Linked DNA regions of Mus musculus: region 2 is linked to region 1. A link is a contact called in public HiChIP or PLAC-seq data. All regions are on one chromosome and are shown on one strand. The core of a region is the stretch at or near the end of the contact, and the rest is flanking DNA. Distances in the headings are between cores, read along the strand shown.

The links. HiChIP or PLAC-seq counts read pairs in DNA pulled down with a chosen protein or histone mark.
Region 2: an H3K27ac HiChIP or PLAC-seq map of embryonic stem cells shows a contact between it and region 1, with 17 read pairs. The contact joins the promoter of Aspa here to the promoter of Trpv3 in region 1. A contact is called at or near these places in 4 of 39 promoter capture datasets (3T3-L1-derived adipocytes, embryonic stem cells and macrophages), 2 of 484 Hi-C or Micro-C datasets (extraembryonic endoderm stem cells and nephron progenitors), 2 of 115 datasets of contacts at active chromatin or transcription factors (embryonic stem cells and extraembryonic endoderm stem cells) and 3 of 9 other capture datasets (adipose tissue, liver and pancreatic islet).

Annotation. Positions count from the first base shown.
Region 1 is chr11:73,265,938-73,269,418 of GRCm38.p6, forward strand. Trpv3 (transient receptor potential cation channel, subfamily V, member 3) reads left to right here and starts at 1,583. Exons shown (of 18, transcript NM_145099.3): 1 at 1,583-1,725.
Region 2 is chr11:73,322,468-73,326,210 of GRCm38.p6, forward strand. It overlaps Aspa (aspartoacylase), which reads right to left and starts at 2,170. Exons shown (of 6, transcript NM_023113.5): 1 at 1,788-2,170. The coding sequence starts at 2,020.

The DNA of each region.
Region 1 (3,481 bases), core at 333-2,832:
CACCTGTGATGGAATGATCCCTGCTGGAGCTGGTCTTCTGGTTGGTCCATAAGCTTTGAAGGCAGAGATAACACTCTCAGGTTCACTGCTGTCTTGCAGTGGCCTCCTATGTATCGTGTCTCACGATGGCTGGATTCCATGACACTGAATCGTGGACCAGTGTTTGGTGTTACACTGGGTTTCCATGAGGTAACCCTTAGAGTAGAGGGGCTTCCCCTAGTCCCTGATGTTATAGAGAATGCTTTTGGATGAGAGAGATCAAGGAGCTTTTAAGTTAGTCTCCAAAGAAAAGTGTGAAAGCAAGGAAAGTTTCAACAGAGAGCCGGGAATAGCCTCATGCCCAGGATGCTGAGACATCAGAAGGGAATAGCCTCATATCCAGGATGTTGAGACACCAGAAGCAAACCTGGGCCAAGGCTGAGTCAGGCCCGGGCAGGTGAGGAAGAGAGAGGCCACATTTAATTGAAGGTAGGGCTTTGATGGTGGTGTTTCTGGAACAGTGACGAGGAATCATGAGCACAACTGCAGGTTTCCATGGATCAAGTTGCAGGTGTGTGCCCTCCCGAAGCCACACCTGAAGCTACTCTGCCCTGGCCTGGCACAGGCCTTTCTCTCTCATGGGCTAGACCCTGCCTCATTCCTCCTCCCCAGGCCTAGCAGGTTGTAGTGATCAGGGATCTGGGATCCCGCCTCCTGGGAACAGTCGGGAAAGTCCCTGCTGCATCAGCCAACAGCACTGTCTCGGAGCAGGGACTTCCATTCTAAACCTGTTGTGCCTTGCCTACACAACTTCCCTGCGGAAGATGTGCAGTTCCTGAGTCAAGTTATGCTCCACCCCTTTCCCAGAAGCCATTTGGGCATGTAGGGAGGGCACAGAGTTTTCCTGTAGTGCTCTGGCCTTGAAGAACAGTGGCACAAACTATTGCTGGGTGAATAAATATTGTGACAGTAACACCTGCTTGTCACAGGTTAATGAATTCACTCTAGGCCTTGTTCTATCTCTCCTCAGTTGCACCCTCATTTATGCTCTACCTTCCAATACAGGTTCGTATGATTGACAGGTGAGGAAACCCAGGCTTGGGACAAATGACTTGCCAAAGATCACAGAGGCAGGAAGTGGCGAGGTTGTCACACACAAATACCCATGATACATGTTATCTGTTGGGAAACATTGGACTTCCTCTGTTTCTGAGGGATTTGGTCCCAAGAACTATTTTTGAAAGATGGAGGTCAAGTCTTACAACTGGCCACCAGGATAGCCTTTGGTTGTAGTCTTGATTACGTATGTAGCTTCTATACCTCCATCTTGTCTCTCCATGACAGCCTTGATCAGTAAGTTCCCTGTAATGGGTCCCATTTCCCAAGTGAGGAGACTGATGCTATTAATACCCTCTGAGGATCAAATGTATGAGGGAAGGGCTGGGACTATAGCTTTGTGCCACAACAAGCACCTTTCCTGCCTTTTCTCCTATGGGGTGAGGCTGTTCTGTGGGTGTGGAGGTGACTCACGCAGGACACGTGGGTGGTGGGTGTGGCCTGCCTGATGCCGAGGGCAGGTGGCCCAGCCAGTTTTGCCTCTGATGCCTCATTCCAGCTGTCAGCTATCTCTGTGCCTACGATGAGAGCCTCTGGCCACCTCAGCCACCTTCCCGACGGTGGGTTTTGGGCCCCAGACATGCGGTGATCTCAAGGCAAGGACTGCCACCACCATCTGGAACCTGCCAGGTAAATCCTTGTCACCCAGAGAAAGCTAGTGTTCCCCAGAAAGACTAGAGTGCGGGCCTGGAATCCTCTGGACCATGTCTGCCCTTTGCCCATGGGTCCTAGGAAGGTGTGGGGAGAGCTGGGGTTCCTTTTAACAACAGGCAGAGGAGATAATGCAGGTTCTGACAGGCCCAGGAACTTTCTGGGAATCTCAGGAAGAGAAAGCTCCCGTCTCTTTCAGCTAGCTTAGGGGTGGATGTGAATCTCCATGGCTGGAGTGTGATGGGTGTTTAAGACGGGAGCAGCTATCCCAGCGCTGAAGAGTGACCACGCCCAGGCACTCACGGGTTATTGAGATAGCAGCTATGGAGGTCTCCTTCTGGCCCCTGCCTGGTCTGCGTCCCTAGGACAGGCTGCTTCAATCAGTGTCAGAGCCTTGGCAGGTGTGACATGGTATTTCTCGGGTGAAGGAGCTGGATCGCAGGGCAGGGAGAGAGTCCAGCAGGTGAGGATGCAAAGCAAAGCATATAGGGTGACTCAGGAGTTAATTATAGCTGCTGGAGCCTGAGTCCAGACTGCTCTGACCCCCGCTCACCCGAGCTGTTCAGAGTAGCCCACACTCATGGCCCTAGCACAAGAAAGATGGAGCAACTGGTGTCAGGGGACCGACCACTCAAGCTATTTCTCAGGAGAGAAACCAGAGGATGAGGGAGGATGAGGAACACCTCTGTCTACTTCTGCTCTTGACTCAGCAAAGTCTTTTTAGCCCCACAGGTCCACTGATTGCTTTGGGTAGAGGAAACATAAATACCTATCTGGCTTTGGCTGCGATAGATGTAGGCAGGGGCTGAAAAGTTACTTCTATAGCTAAGTAAGCTATCTGAGGTGGCTTGCATTAAGGTTGGTCCCCTGACTTCAGAATTACCTCTTCTTGTCCACACTGCCTTTCTATGTCTATCCTTCAAGGTTAGCAGCCTCTTCCCCCTCACCATGCTCTTCATAACAGCTTCCCCCAGGTCACCGGTCTCTCTTGTCCCCATGGCCTGTTCTCCTTCAGGCTCTGTTGCCTATGTAACCCAGAACCTTTCCCTGCTCCCTGCTTCCCTGACATCAGTCTCAGCTTCCAAGTTCTGCTCGAGGGCTTCACAGTGTGGCTCAGCCTGCTGCCAAGCCCTTCGCTGCCAGGGCTCTCCATGAACGCATACAGGGTCTCCAGCTCCACCCGCTTTACCCTCATTGAATTGCTTTGAGCCCTGGTCATTGTGCAGGCTGTGCCCCCAACCCAGATGGCATTTCTGCTGCATCCCAGTCTGTAAACCATCCTTCGAGATCCATTTCCTAGTCTCTTTGGAAGGTTTATCAGTACTTTTTTCTAACTCAGCCCATACTGACCATTAGTAAAGCACGTTTGAACTGAAGGGTTGGTCTATATCCTAGAGTAAGGGATTCTATGTCTTCTAGGTAAGAGGGTGTCTACCAGGGTGCCATGGTTTGGCTGTAATTAGCTTGTCGGGGAAGAGCAAGAGAAGGGAAGTGAGTGAGCTGCAGAGACTACCAGCAGATGCTGAGAAATCCAAAACCTCCAGCTGTGTTATTCAGAGCAGCATCTAGAGCAAAGGAGGTGACATTGATGTCCTGTTAAGTGTTAAAGTTAAAGGTTCTGTGACCTTGACAAATAGATCTGAATACAAAGTCTTAAGTAGGACATTGAGAAAGCAAAGTTAAGTCTTAGAAGTCTGTCTAGAGAGTAATATGGCAGGAGATGGTGATGGGCAGT
Region 2 (3,743 bases), core at 920-3,419, 57 kb after region 1:
AGTAGATCTTTAGGTGGACTTTTGAGCCCCATCCAGTCGAGAGAGAGAAAGAGAGAGAGAGAGAGAGAGACAGAGAGACAGAGAGACAGAGAGACAGAGAGAGACAGAGCCAGAGACAGAAAGAGACAGAGAGAAACAGAGAGTTAGTTCTAGGACAGCAGTTACACACAGTTTCTTTTGAAAAAGCAAACAAACCAAAACAAATCCATGAGGGACATGAAAACTTATCTGAAACCTCTGCAAATGACAAAAAAACCTCTGCACTTTTTTTCCAACTGATTCCATATGTCCGGTGCTGCACTGGCATGCTCATAAAATGTTAGGTTTATTTATGTGGCTGATCTCAGGTAGGGCTTCACAAAGAAAATTTACCACGTGACTTCAACCTTGAATGAAATATACCCTTTAATTTTATAAGCACTTGCTTGTAGTTATGGTGCACTGCTTATTAATTGTACCATCCCCAGCACTATGGTGCTAGTGAAAGGAGGGAGTCAAACCCTGGTGCTCATGTCTTCATTGGGTATTTTACATCGAAGACTGGGAATGACTACTGGATCAGGGACACAGTTTACAAATGACAAACCACAAACTTACACAAACATACTTACATGCATTTTTCTGGAACAAGTGTTGACATCACAATACAATACTCTCAAGTGGGCTAGCTTTGAATTTATTCTGCAGCCAAGGATGGAGGATTGCCTCCTGCCTCAGCTTCCCAAGCAGCTAGAATTGCAGGCTGGGGGCTGTCTGGACAAAATCTTATAGATACAAGAATTTACAAAGGGTTTTATTATTATTATTATTTACTCATGGTTTTTATTATTTCACCCGTTTCTTCTCCTTTCCTCTGCCTATCCCCACTGCTGTGTCTGTCTGTGTACAATACTGCCTGTCCCTGATGCATGTGTCTGTGTTCAGTACCTCATCCAGCCTGTCAGTGTGGCTAAGGAACAGAAGAACCTCTAGGTTGTTCTATACACGATAATGGTTTAGAACAACTTCTCTACTGAGTCTCTCAACCATATTTTTAAAACATAAGTACAGTTCAAGGCCAGCCTGATCTACAGAGTGAGTTCCAGGACAGCCAGGGCTACACAGAGAAACCCTCTAGAAAAAACCAAAAAACAAACAAACACCAAAAACCAAAAAAAAAAAAAAAAGCCCAAACCATAAGTCCATATATTTCTATTATCTAGCTATTTTTTATTAGTTTGTACCAGAGTCTTTACTGCCTGGAAATCATATCTGCAATGAAGAAGGCATATTCCTGGTGCTTACTCACCCTTTCATTCAAAAAGTACTAATCAAAATGTCATAATTTCCTCACTGGACATAGTGAGGAAGACAAACCTACAAGAAAGCATGGTGGTGAGTTTCCCACACAACAGTATGTTTACCGGTATAACGACCAAACAGTCATTTATTATTATTTTTTTGAGAATTTAGATTTTTATTTTTACATGTTGCTCAACACAAATTTACATAGAGGATTATTATATTTGTGTCTTTCAAGTCAGATGAGTCAAAACTACATATATTTCTTATTTTTTGCTGTATACTGGATGGCATAGAGCAAAAAGAAGATTAGAGCGCGTGAGTGCCCAGTTTGTGTAGTTGCATAATTTGTAAAGCAGCATGATTAAAAGTGAAAGTGATCTTATTCACCACAGATGTTCTATGTGTGGATCTGACTACTTACTAGGAGCATTTACACGTTCTCTTTCCCAATGACTAACACTTCTCACCTATATATACCCTCAGAGACTAGAGAACAGTCTTACCTAAGATTTTCAAGGTCAAAAACACGATTCAGGTCACAGTCAATGTATCTGGTGCACTTCTCCACCGCCCTTGGATTGGTAATGAATGGCTTCACGTCCAGCCCTGCTCTGTGAACTTCAGTGCCATTCCTTAGCCAGTGAGTAACTAGAAACACTCCGGTCAGTTCATTTCCATGAGTCCCTCCAAAGATGGCAATCTTCTTAATAGGTTCTTTAGCAACACAAGAGGTCATTTTAACAAATACCAAGATCCTGTCTGATTTCTGCAATTCAGAAGAGAAGAGGTCAAAGGACAGTTAACTTCTGAGAAAAGTTTCCAAGTTTAGATCTAATTGAGAAGTGCAAAATACAGAGCTCTCTTGAGAACTGACTTCACAACTGTTTCTGTCACAACTTCCCAGCCTGTTTATTCTATGGACACTCCCTTCTGTAACCCCTCCCTTGACCATATTTGGATTAAAATATGCAAGGATCAAGGATCGTGATGCAGCTGTTAACTTCTAACTCAGATGGTCAGCAGATCGAAGTACAATTGTGCTAGCATCCCCTGCTATAAAAATCCTGTCTTCTGTTCAGAATGATTATTTATAAAATAATACCACATTAAGCCCAATCCTCCCAAATATAACAATATGGTTTATTCAGTGTTTTTGTTCCCACTGACATTTAAAACATTTCCAAAGTAAGCACTTTTGCTGATCTGAAGGCATTGATGTCTCTGACCTCCTCTTGAACAGCACAGCTCCTTTCTTTGAGCATAGCTGTCCACAGCAGAGGCACAAGAGCCCAGTCATGATAGGGTGGGTGACATAGAGCATGGCAGAAACGCAGCAGGCAAAAATGTTGCTGAGTTCAATCCTGAGGAGAGAACCAACTTCTGAAAGTTGTCCTCTGACTGCCACATATGTGCACCTGTTCTCTCTCTTTCTCTTCTGTCTCTTACACGCAAATAATGAATGAAATAAAAATTATTATTATTATTATTTTTTTTTTTTTGAGACAGGGTTTCTCTGTATAGCCCTGGCTGTCCTGGCACTCACTTTGTAGACCAGGCTGGCCTCGAACTCAGAAATTCACCTGTCTTTGCCTCCCAAGTGCTAGGATTAAAGGCATGTGCCACCATGCCCGGCTAAAAAAATATTTTTAAAAAGTGACTTTGAAACATCTTTAACTTTTGTCTCATGAGGCTTTTGGTAATTCTATGATGTCTTTTTTTTTTAAGTTGTCTAAATACCAAATGAAAAGCAGCTGCCAGTAATATTCAAATCTCTTAAATACCTGAAAATATTTTGCAACATAATATATACAAAAACGACATAGAAGCATATATTACATATATATTACATATATTTTAACCACATTGTATGAGGTATACAGACATGATCTCATTTACTGGCATCAAAGACTTTCTTCTGGAATGTGTTGTCCTAAAGTGGGGGGTCTTACTAGGGGAACTAATCCAGGATAAGGTGATTACATAGCGTTGGAGAAATGACTCTGAACCAAATCTTACTTGATTTCAAGCTCAATCACTCAGAAAGCCAAGAATGTTAAAGTACAGGAAATATTATATATTTTCACACACACACACACACACACACACACACACACACACACACACACACCACATGAAACCATACTAAGTTGTTTCCTAAGGACACAATAAAGCAATCATTTATCATAAGGGTAGGCTTATATGTAATTTTTCCCCACAGATGTCTGCTTACTCTATTTATAAATTCACTTTATGATTTATAAAGGGCAGACATTTATTGCCAAGGATAAAGGAAGGAAGCACTCAGCCCGATTAAGTTTCCACAGTTACATAAAAGAAAGCTAGGCCCAGGAGCCATGTTTCTCATTAAGGCCAGTGTTCACTACAGGACAACAGGGTGACTCTGTTATTTTTGGATTCCTCTGAACTTCTAATTTTGCTCTTTCAGAGCTCACATAAAC